Regions from separate parts of the Mus musculus genome. Here region 2 is linked to region 1. The links are chromatin contacts, called in public Hi-C maps. All regions are on one chromosome and are shown on one strand. The core of a region is the stretch at or near the end of the contact, and the rest is flanking DNA. Distances in the headings are between cores, read along the strand shown. Region 1 overlaps Gm32543 (a long non-coding RNA gene). Region 2 has its middle 470 kb from the start of Gm20125.

What was found. A called contact is a pair of places that touch in the nucleus more often than the background predicts.
Region 2: a Hi-C map of bone marrow-derived macrophages shows a contact between it and region 1, with 12 read pairs. The contact joins two enhancer-like sites. A contact is called at or near these places in 1 of 15 datasets of contacts at CTCF or cohesin (pro-B cells) and 1 of 484 Hi-C or Micro-C datasets (bone marrow-derived macrophages).

Annotation. Positions count from the first base shown.
Region 1 is chr10:17,548,198-17,552,547 of GRCm38.p6, reverse strand. The region is part of intron 3 of Gm32543 (a long non-coding RNA gene); the gene reads left to right. Among named protein-coding and RNA genes, the nearest start is that of Gm32656, 110 kb to the left of the region's middle. Within about 2 kb of position 2,442, at least 94 of the 459 cell types and tissues checked have an H3K27ac peak or open chromatin away from gene starts, as enhancers often do. A contact at or near this core is called in bone marrow-derived macrophages, where this site is marked.
Region 2 is chr10:16,618,843-16,623,192 of GRCm38.p6, reverse strand. No RefSeq gene overlaps it. Among named protein-coding and RNA genes, the nearest start is that of Gm20125, 470 kb to the left of the region's middle. Within about 2 kb of position 2,117, at least 39 of the 459 cell types and tissues checked have an H3K27ac peak or open chromatin away from gene starts, as enhancers often do. A contact at or near this core is called in bone marrow-derived macrophages, where this site is marked.

The DNA.
Region 1 (4,350 bases), core at 1,193-3,692:
TTTTAAATTTTTTTAAAATTTTTTTGATATTCAGATAGACAATACTAAATAACTCTATTCAGCAGTCCAGTTCATTTTAACTTGTTTACTTATACCCTGCCTTGTTCCAGAAAGGATTTAAAGTGGATTACCTATTAATACCCCACAAGATAAAAACAAAATGAAGAATAAGTGGGTAAAGAAAGTAGGGCAACAGGAAAATGAGGTTCAGAAAAAGAAATAAAACCAGAAGCAGGTTGGACACATTGTGAACCTTAAACACTTGTGTACTTACCCAGGGCTGGCATCAAGTGTGTGTCTAAGTTCTCTTACTGTTCACACACAAAAGGCCTCCAGGTCAAGTTCCCCCGGAGTATTCTCTTTTGGACGTCAGTTATGTCTCCCTTACGTGGGTGGAGGGGAATATCTATGTTGAGTATAGCAATGCACATTTTGCAAAGATTGAAAAGACAATAAATCCTCCGATAAAGGATCCATGACATTTCTATCTTAGCTCCCTAATGTGTAGTGGAGTAGCTGTCACGTGTCAATCAGACTGGTACACGTGACCAATGAAACAGGTAGCTACAGGGCATGTCTTCCCAGAAGGATGGCTGGTTTTAAAACTGTTTGCTCATTGTTCTTTTTGGCACCCATCTGGGCAAGCTTGAGTTGTATCTGCTTTCTACTCCAGCACATGCTCACAAAAGACTGTGTGTTTTCTCTACTCTACAAGAGACAAAGGTCTGTTCAGTTCATGGAAAAGTGTCATGGAATTGTTAGGATTCAAGTTAAAAGTGTATATGCAGCACAGGTGGGTTTTGTGACGCATATCCCACGAAATTACCAACTGCACTCTTATTAATTCATTTTTTTAGAGTAGGGCTTTTGTAGCTAATTAACAATAAAAATTAATGGGGAAGTTACCGTGAACCTCCAAACTCTCTAGGCTTCAACGATCTTTCTCTTTTTGCTCTGTGGTAAGAGTTGGCAAACTTTTTCTATGAAGCAGTAAATATTTTAAGTTTTTCTGGCTGTAAGTTCTCCACCATAGTTATTCAACACTGCCATTGTAATGCAATGCCTGTGTACAGATAGTTGGTAAGCTACTAAATATAATTGCATTCCAATGAAACTTTATTTACAAAAAAACATTGGCAAGTGAGTTTGACCCCAACAGAATAGTGTTTCCACTTCTGCCCTGAGACGCATGGTTGCTTGAAGTTTCATTATATTTAAAACCATTTTATAATAGAAAGTCTGGCTTTTGACAGTCTTCCTCTTTGAAGGTGATAGGAAGGCCCTTCTCTTAGGGAAAAGATCTTAATTTGTGAACTAATCACAGTTACATACAGTACAGTGCTCCTACATTGTTAAGAGACAAAAAGATGATATTCTGTGCTCTCCCATAAAACCTCAGCCTACATGGTACCTAACCATGTGCCCAGGTCTGGCTGAAATGGAAGGAGAAGGTACAGAAGTCAACAGGTCTGACAATAATCTACTTGAGACATTTTAATTTCTCTGTCCCTTGCCAACCATATTACTCTGAATATTTATGCATACACCATATTACTTCCCCTCCTCCAGAAGTTTCCTCACAGAACTGCGTGGGTTGACGTGCCTCCCTCATCTTATTTAGCACTGTACATAAAAGTGATAGTTTGGGCAGTGTTTCTTCATTTGAAAAGTTATTGCTAAAGACACCGCCTAATAGACTCTTTTGTGCCTGCTTGCAAAACTCCATATGTAATCTCTCTTATTATGCTTCCTATTATTAACCAGAGAGTCCACGTCACTCCTCAGCTGCGTTCCCATAGCGTAATCATCTCTGGTTCCATGAAACACAGTATATGTTCAGCTCCATTGACCACATTCAGCTTCATTTTTTCAACCCCACCAACTCTTCCTTTGCATTCTTGTTGTTCCCTCGTCTTTTTCAGGTCTTGATGGCTCTGACTGTCCCTGTATCTTAATGGGGAATATACTACAGGGGTGCTAATAGAAAACAAATAATTTGGGTTCACCGGAACTGTTAAAGACCACAAGAAGGATATTTTCCTTTGTGTTTAAGAGTAGAAGAACAAGGAAGTGATAGCCAAGCTGCCTGGGGCAGATGGTGTAATGATAACAGCTAACAGAACTATTAAATTCAGATTTTGCTTTCAAGTTCTGCAGCAAATAAAGTGGTCTGCAGGATATAAGAGGAGGAGCAAACAAGACTTTCATTTTGTATGCTTGCTTTGGGTTTTTTGTTTTGTTTTGTTTTTGTTTTTTGGTGGGGGGCATGCTTTTTGCACTTCACCTCATTTATTTTCACTCTGTGTGGTAGTCATAGCTGTTATTATTATCCTATTTTGTTGGGGGAGGAAATTATGACTCAGCCTTATCTGACTTGTCCACACACACAAACAAAGCAAAGAAGGGGTTGACTGTAAGTCTACAGAGATGACTGGACAGTTGGCCAGAACCTGACTGCAATAAATGAGCTCTAGCTGACAGCTCCAGGTATAAGCTGTGCCCAGCCACTGGGAACACTGGAATGCTGGACAAATAGCGCACATTCTAGCTAGTCTCACTGAATGGGTGAATGTGAACTGACGATTAATCTCAGAAGTTACTGAAGTCTTCAAGAAACCAAAAGATGAATGAAAAAAGGGAAATGTTGATTCATTTTTCTAAAAGGAGGATAGATTCCAGAGACCGAAAATAGGTCAGCTATTCTTCCATAGTGAGCCTAGAGAAAGCCATGGGTGGATTTTCTAATGTAATGGTTTGTGAGCAGTAACTAAGGAATGTGGTGGTTTATGAGGCATGCACACAGGTTCACAAGGAACTCAGCGAGTTAAGTTATGCTAGTTTAAGTGAGCTTCTTGCTTCTGAAATGGAACAACTTTATAAAATCACAGGGTTGACTAGTAAAAACATCACTTTCTCAATAATATCCTAAGAGAAGAACCTCACGGTGAGTGGCTATTGTCATCTCAACAAGTGCAGCCCATTTACCCGTTACACTTACCCATCTAATGCTCTGTCTGAGCTGGTACTTTGTTTATCTTCCCGTTCAGAAGATAAGAAACAGGGATCGCAGGAGATCAAATAGTTTATGCAAATTGCTGAGCTAGAACCGAAGCCAACTATGCCTGCCTCAGAGCTGTTGAGGGCAACAACTACACCGTATTAGCTGACACACAGCCAGGCTCAACGAGGTCTGCGGCTAAGGCGAACTATGTATATTCAGATTGGGTCATCATAGCATCAGGTAGAGTCATACAGGTTGTAAAAAAATCCAAAGCACATTGGTCAATATTTTGGTCTTAATCTGTTTGGCACTTGAGTCAATGCACTGACTAAAGACAGAAAATATGCTTAATCACCTCTGAAGTTGACAGACAAAAAAAAGAAAAGCCAACAGCCCTACTATCAACTCACATTTGCATAATGTTTTCCACTCTGCAAAATAACTTTTGCCCTGTGCACCTCAGTGGAGTCTCCTGATGCTTCAGAGGATTATGACTGCTAGTGCCCACCCCCAGTACTGTTTTTCCAGTGAGCAAAACCTGAGGTTCATGAATGTCAGATGACCCAATGAGAGTCATACAGTGAATGATCTGGGGACTTCCGTTTTCCATCACAATGCAGTAGGGGCAGAGTCCTGCCCAGAGCCAGTATCAAGACATGCAGTTGCTAGATCAAAACCGGATGAAGTCTGATAGACTTGGAGTTCAAAACTGAAGAAAAAAAAAAGTACACGTGTTCGGGTATTTAATGTAAGCCAGTGTGGTAGTTTGATTATCAGTCACATCAAGTTAGTGTTGGGCTGGGTTAATGGAAGTATCGTGTCTGCCTTCCGGTAAGCTGTGATTTCAGTGACCACAGTGCCATCCATACCATCAATGACACCTGTATCCTCTGGGTCAAGAATTTATTTAGTAAAATCTTGAGCTAAGCAGAGAATAGTCAGTCCACAGAATCCGGTAGGTAGCATTTGAAGAGATAATGGGCTACATGGACTATGGAAGATTGTAAAGAAACGAGAAATTCTAGTTCTTCAGAATTTCAAGAACAATTATCATTTGGAGGAGAAAAAGCCATTGTTCTGTGATGTAGGTCACCGGGTGTCAAGTGTTAGTCAGGTTGTACCTGGATGAAACTAAGACATCAACTGACCTTGCTTTTTCCAGCGTCAGCCATTACCAATATATGGCACACAGATGAGCTTCATAAAGTTGTAATGACTTCAGAAGCATGAATAACTCGCTGAGGGGCTCTACAGTCCTTCTTCCTCTTGGAAGTCAGCGGAAAGGACAGAGGATCTAGCCAAGTAGTAGAGTTACCTAGCATGCACATAGCCCTGGATTGATTCCTGGC
Region 2 (4,350 bases), core at 868-3,367, 930 kb after region 1:
CACATTCTTTGATATGCAAGTAAGCTATAGTGCTCATGGCTGCTGCTGAACAGACGTAAAAAGTTGTAAGATCACATTCCAAAGTGTGTAAACTTACAATACTGAGGAAAGCGACATGGTGATGGATTGAGTCCACCACCATGCTTTCTTAAAAAGTTCTCTTGGTAGGCTTGATGACTCATAGATGACTATAGAGGAAGAGCTTCATGTTACAGGGAAGGAGTCAATTCTGGGTGAGGTTGAATGACCAACTCTGAAAGATGTTTTTCATTTCAGGATATCATTATTGCACACATAAGAGTATAATAGATCTTAATTAGTTAGGAATACATTTCTCCTACACTGATGATGCACCCGGCAGAAGATATCATTTCCTTATTATATTTGCTATCTAGCAATGGGAATCGGTGAAAAACCAGTCATCAAAGGAAATGTATGTCATCATTCAGTATAGAGATTCAGGAAGAAAAGTAAATGAAACGGAGATGTAAGATCTATTACTTTTTTAATGGAGAAGAGAAGAAACAACTTTCTGCTGAGATGACATTAACCTGATATTTGCATGTGAAGGACAGTCCAGGAGGATATCTGGGTTAATAGTTCTTCATCCAAGGTAAAATAAGCATATAGTCACTAAGTTTGACTGAGGCTTCTGTGAACAAGGAAGGGTGATGAGATCCCAGGCTGCTGAGGCTGTTGTGGTAGGACCTCATTTTCTTAAGATCTAGTGTGTAGTTTATAATAGAATTTCACAAGCCTCAGTGTGTGATGGAGAACTTGAGGATAGTTGATTGGGAGATTTTAAAGCCATGGATGTGCAAGGCTTTTTAGTAACCTTGCTGCTTGATAGATGATAACTACAGAGGAAAGAGAATGAGTGAGTAAAAGGCCGAGGGTATGGGATGTACAACAGTCTAAGCAGGGGAATATCATGCCTGTGGGAGACAGCATTCGATATTATTAGCCTAGGGATAGCAGGCTCAGAGAGGTAGCATATTAAAGAGAGTGAGTGTCATCATTTTGGAAGCATTCAGGTAATCTTGATGGCAGTAAAAGGCAATTTCTGCTATCAAACATTAATATTATTAATAACTGTTATGGTATAATTTTTAAACTTATGAATAGCAATTTTGTCCATTTCAAAGCTCAGTGTTTGAGCTAAATTACCACAATAACCTCCATCTCTGACCCTCTGTATTTCTCAGCAAACTAATATATATGTAGCATGTGAAAAAATTATAGGGCATCAGGACAAAATATAGCAATGCAGTGTCTTAGCCAACTTGTTTCGAGTTCCCTAGGAAACATTAGGAAACTGCTATTACAGTAGAGAGAAAGAAAGTCAAGAGACTTTGGTTATTTTTTTCTTAATGATGAATAATGATTGTGCAAAATAACTTTAAAAACTCCTAGGAGCTTTTCCTTGATTTTTGGTGTGATTGTAATTATGCAATTGAAAGTCTCCAACTGAATTAAACCTGCTGTAACCATTTTAATGACTTAGAAAGAGAAAATTGCAGAGCTTAAATTCTTTTTCAATATGATGACTCTTGAGAATTTTAGTGATCTTGGTGGACCTTTTAGAATTTGAATTCATTTATAATCAAACCAGAAAAAATATTTTGAAATGCTGTTTAGAAGCTGAGAAGAGTTTTTGGACCCTGAGTAGCTTTCCTTGCATAGCATTTTGATAAGGTCATTGTAAATGAGTCAGAAACATGGATTGCATTTCTCTTAAAAACACACTTTGCTTCACAACACATTTGGTCCAAATTCGTTTGGCTTTTCCTGAATCCCAAGGGTTTTCCTTCATATTTTTTTTCCTCTTAAATTCTCCAATAAACTAGCTAAACCGTAATCTGGGTAAGCCCATCAAACTCTTCCATTCACTTCCCTATTGAGTTCAGCCCCAGGCTGTTCTTTAATAGCTTGTAACCGCAGACTAGAAATTCTTTTACCAGGAATCAGTAGAGGCACAAAGTCTCATAAAAGCCTGGGAATTTTTTTTTTCTTTTGGTTCTTTTCTGAAAAAGACGAAGCACTCCTAGGGAATGATATTGTTCCCGATTCCTGACTCAAACCTGTTCTTCTGTTCTGTATTTGAACTCTGCGATTATGAAATTTCAATTAAAGCTATAAAAAGCCTAGCTAACAGACACCAGGGCATGCCAAAGCAAAAGAGGATGTTCTTTTTTTTTTTTTTTTTTTTTGATTGGGAAATAATTATCTAAGTTCAGTGACTGCATCCAGGTAGTTGAGTTTACATTTACTTCTGCTCATTACAGAAACACTTGAACTATGATAAATTTTCCCCAAGCAGCAGAGCTGTCATTCAAAATGGTGATTTTATTGGGGTACAAATTCCTTTAGTTATTGCTTCAGTCCATTTGTAAAATGGATTTGAAGCTGGGGGGTGGGGGGTGGGAAGCTTACAAATGAAGACAGGTTTTTCTGCTGCTGTGTTCTGTCTCTTTCTCTTGCTAAAGACACAAGAGCAGCTCCAAGTCTCTCCTCTACCAGGATCTCCCTCTGTTATCTTGCTCTTTACAGCACTAGATGGAAATATAGCCTCCTTTCTTCCTCCAAAGTCGTTATACTGATTGGATTATGTCTTTAGCACTGGAATGAATTTCCTGCATTCATTACATTAGAGATTGAAATATAGGCTTTCAAAGTGAGGGGAAATAACATGTTCTTAAGACTTAAGCAGTACAGATGAGTAGCAATACTAAAAATTTCTTTCCATACATTAATTATGGTTAAAGTCTAAAATGATTCTAGAGGACATAACGTAAATGCATGTGCATGTGTGTGCCTCTGTGTGTGTGTGTGTGTGTGTGTGTGTAGATATGTATAGGTGTAGAGGTAGATGCTAATTGGTTGTGCAATACAGGCTCAATTTGTGTTATACAACAATGGAATAGAAAAGCAAAATTAACTACAGTTATGAATAGTCACTGGCAGTGGAAATACTACCTTCAAGAAAAAGGAAACCATTTTCTTCCCTTTTTATGACATAAGGAAAAAGCCATCATAAATATATTTTAGGGATAGTTATACTATTTTTAAGATTAAGTTTATTATTTGAGTGTTTATTCTTTAAGATCTCATACAGGCATATAATCCATTCTGATCATACTCATCCATTTGTTGTCTACTATCTCTCTTCCTAGGCCCACCCTCCCCCATGCCTTTCCTGCACTAAGTCTTTATCCTATTTTAATGGATTTTTTAAAATTTGTTCATTAATTTAACCACTGGGTAAAAACAAGACTATTTTTTGGAATATAGGTTCAAAGCTATCAATTGGAGGATGTGTAACTCACCAGAAGCTATACTTCACTGGAAAGAATGACTTCTTCTCCCCCAGTATTCTTAAGAACCATTAGCTCCACTGGATGGGAAAATCCCCAGAAGACCCTCTGCATGCATGATGAAATGTTAATGGACTTACTCTTGTGTAGTCCTTACACAGGAGGAACGTGAAGATAGTGTGAGCTGGTGAGCATTAGAATTACTTCATGGCCATAAAACTACAGTTAATGTTTCCTTTGCCCACCAGTTTGCTTGTTGAGCTCCGCATCCTTCTTCTATGCTGTATCACTTCTACTTACTGAATCCTCCAAGACTTCAGTGTACATTCTTAAATTCCAGAGACTGATTAAATTCATTTATATTCTGATTCAAATGAAACTCATCTCCTTAGTGAGTACTATAACTCTCTGTTCTTTTCTTAATTTTTTTGAATTTTTATTATTAGATATTTTCTTTACTTACATTTCAAATTCCAGGTTTCCCCTCTGAAAAACCCCAATCCCATCCCCTTTTCCCCTGCTTTTATGAGGGTGTTCCCCTACCCACCCACTTGTGCTTCCCAGTCCTGGCATTCCCTTAAACTGGGGCATTGAACCCTTACAGGACCAAAAGCCTCTCCTCCCATTGATGTCCAACAAGGCCATCCTCTGCTACACATACTGGGGGAGCCATGGGTTGCTACGTGTGTACTGTTTGGTTGGTGGTTTACTCCCTGGGAGCACTGAGGGTTCTGGTTGGTTGATGTTGTTCCTCCGGGGCTGCAAACCCTGTCAGCTCCTTCAGTTGTTACTCTAACTCCTCTTTTCCGGACCATGTTCCAATGTTGTCCAAAGGTTGACTGCAAGCATCCACCTTTGTATTTATCAGGCTCTGGCAGAGCCTCTCTGGAGACAGCAGTATCAGGCTCCTGTCAGCAGTCAGTTTTTGATATCAGAAATAGTGCTTGGGTTTGGTAACTGTATATGGGATGGATCTCCTGGTAAGGCAGTCTCTGGATGGCTTCTCTCACAGTCTCTGCTCCACACTTTGTCTCTG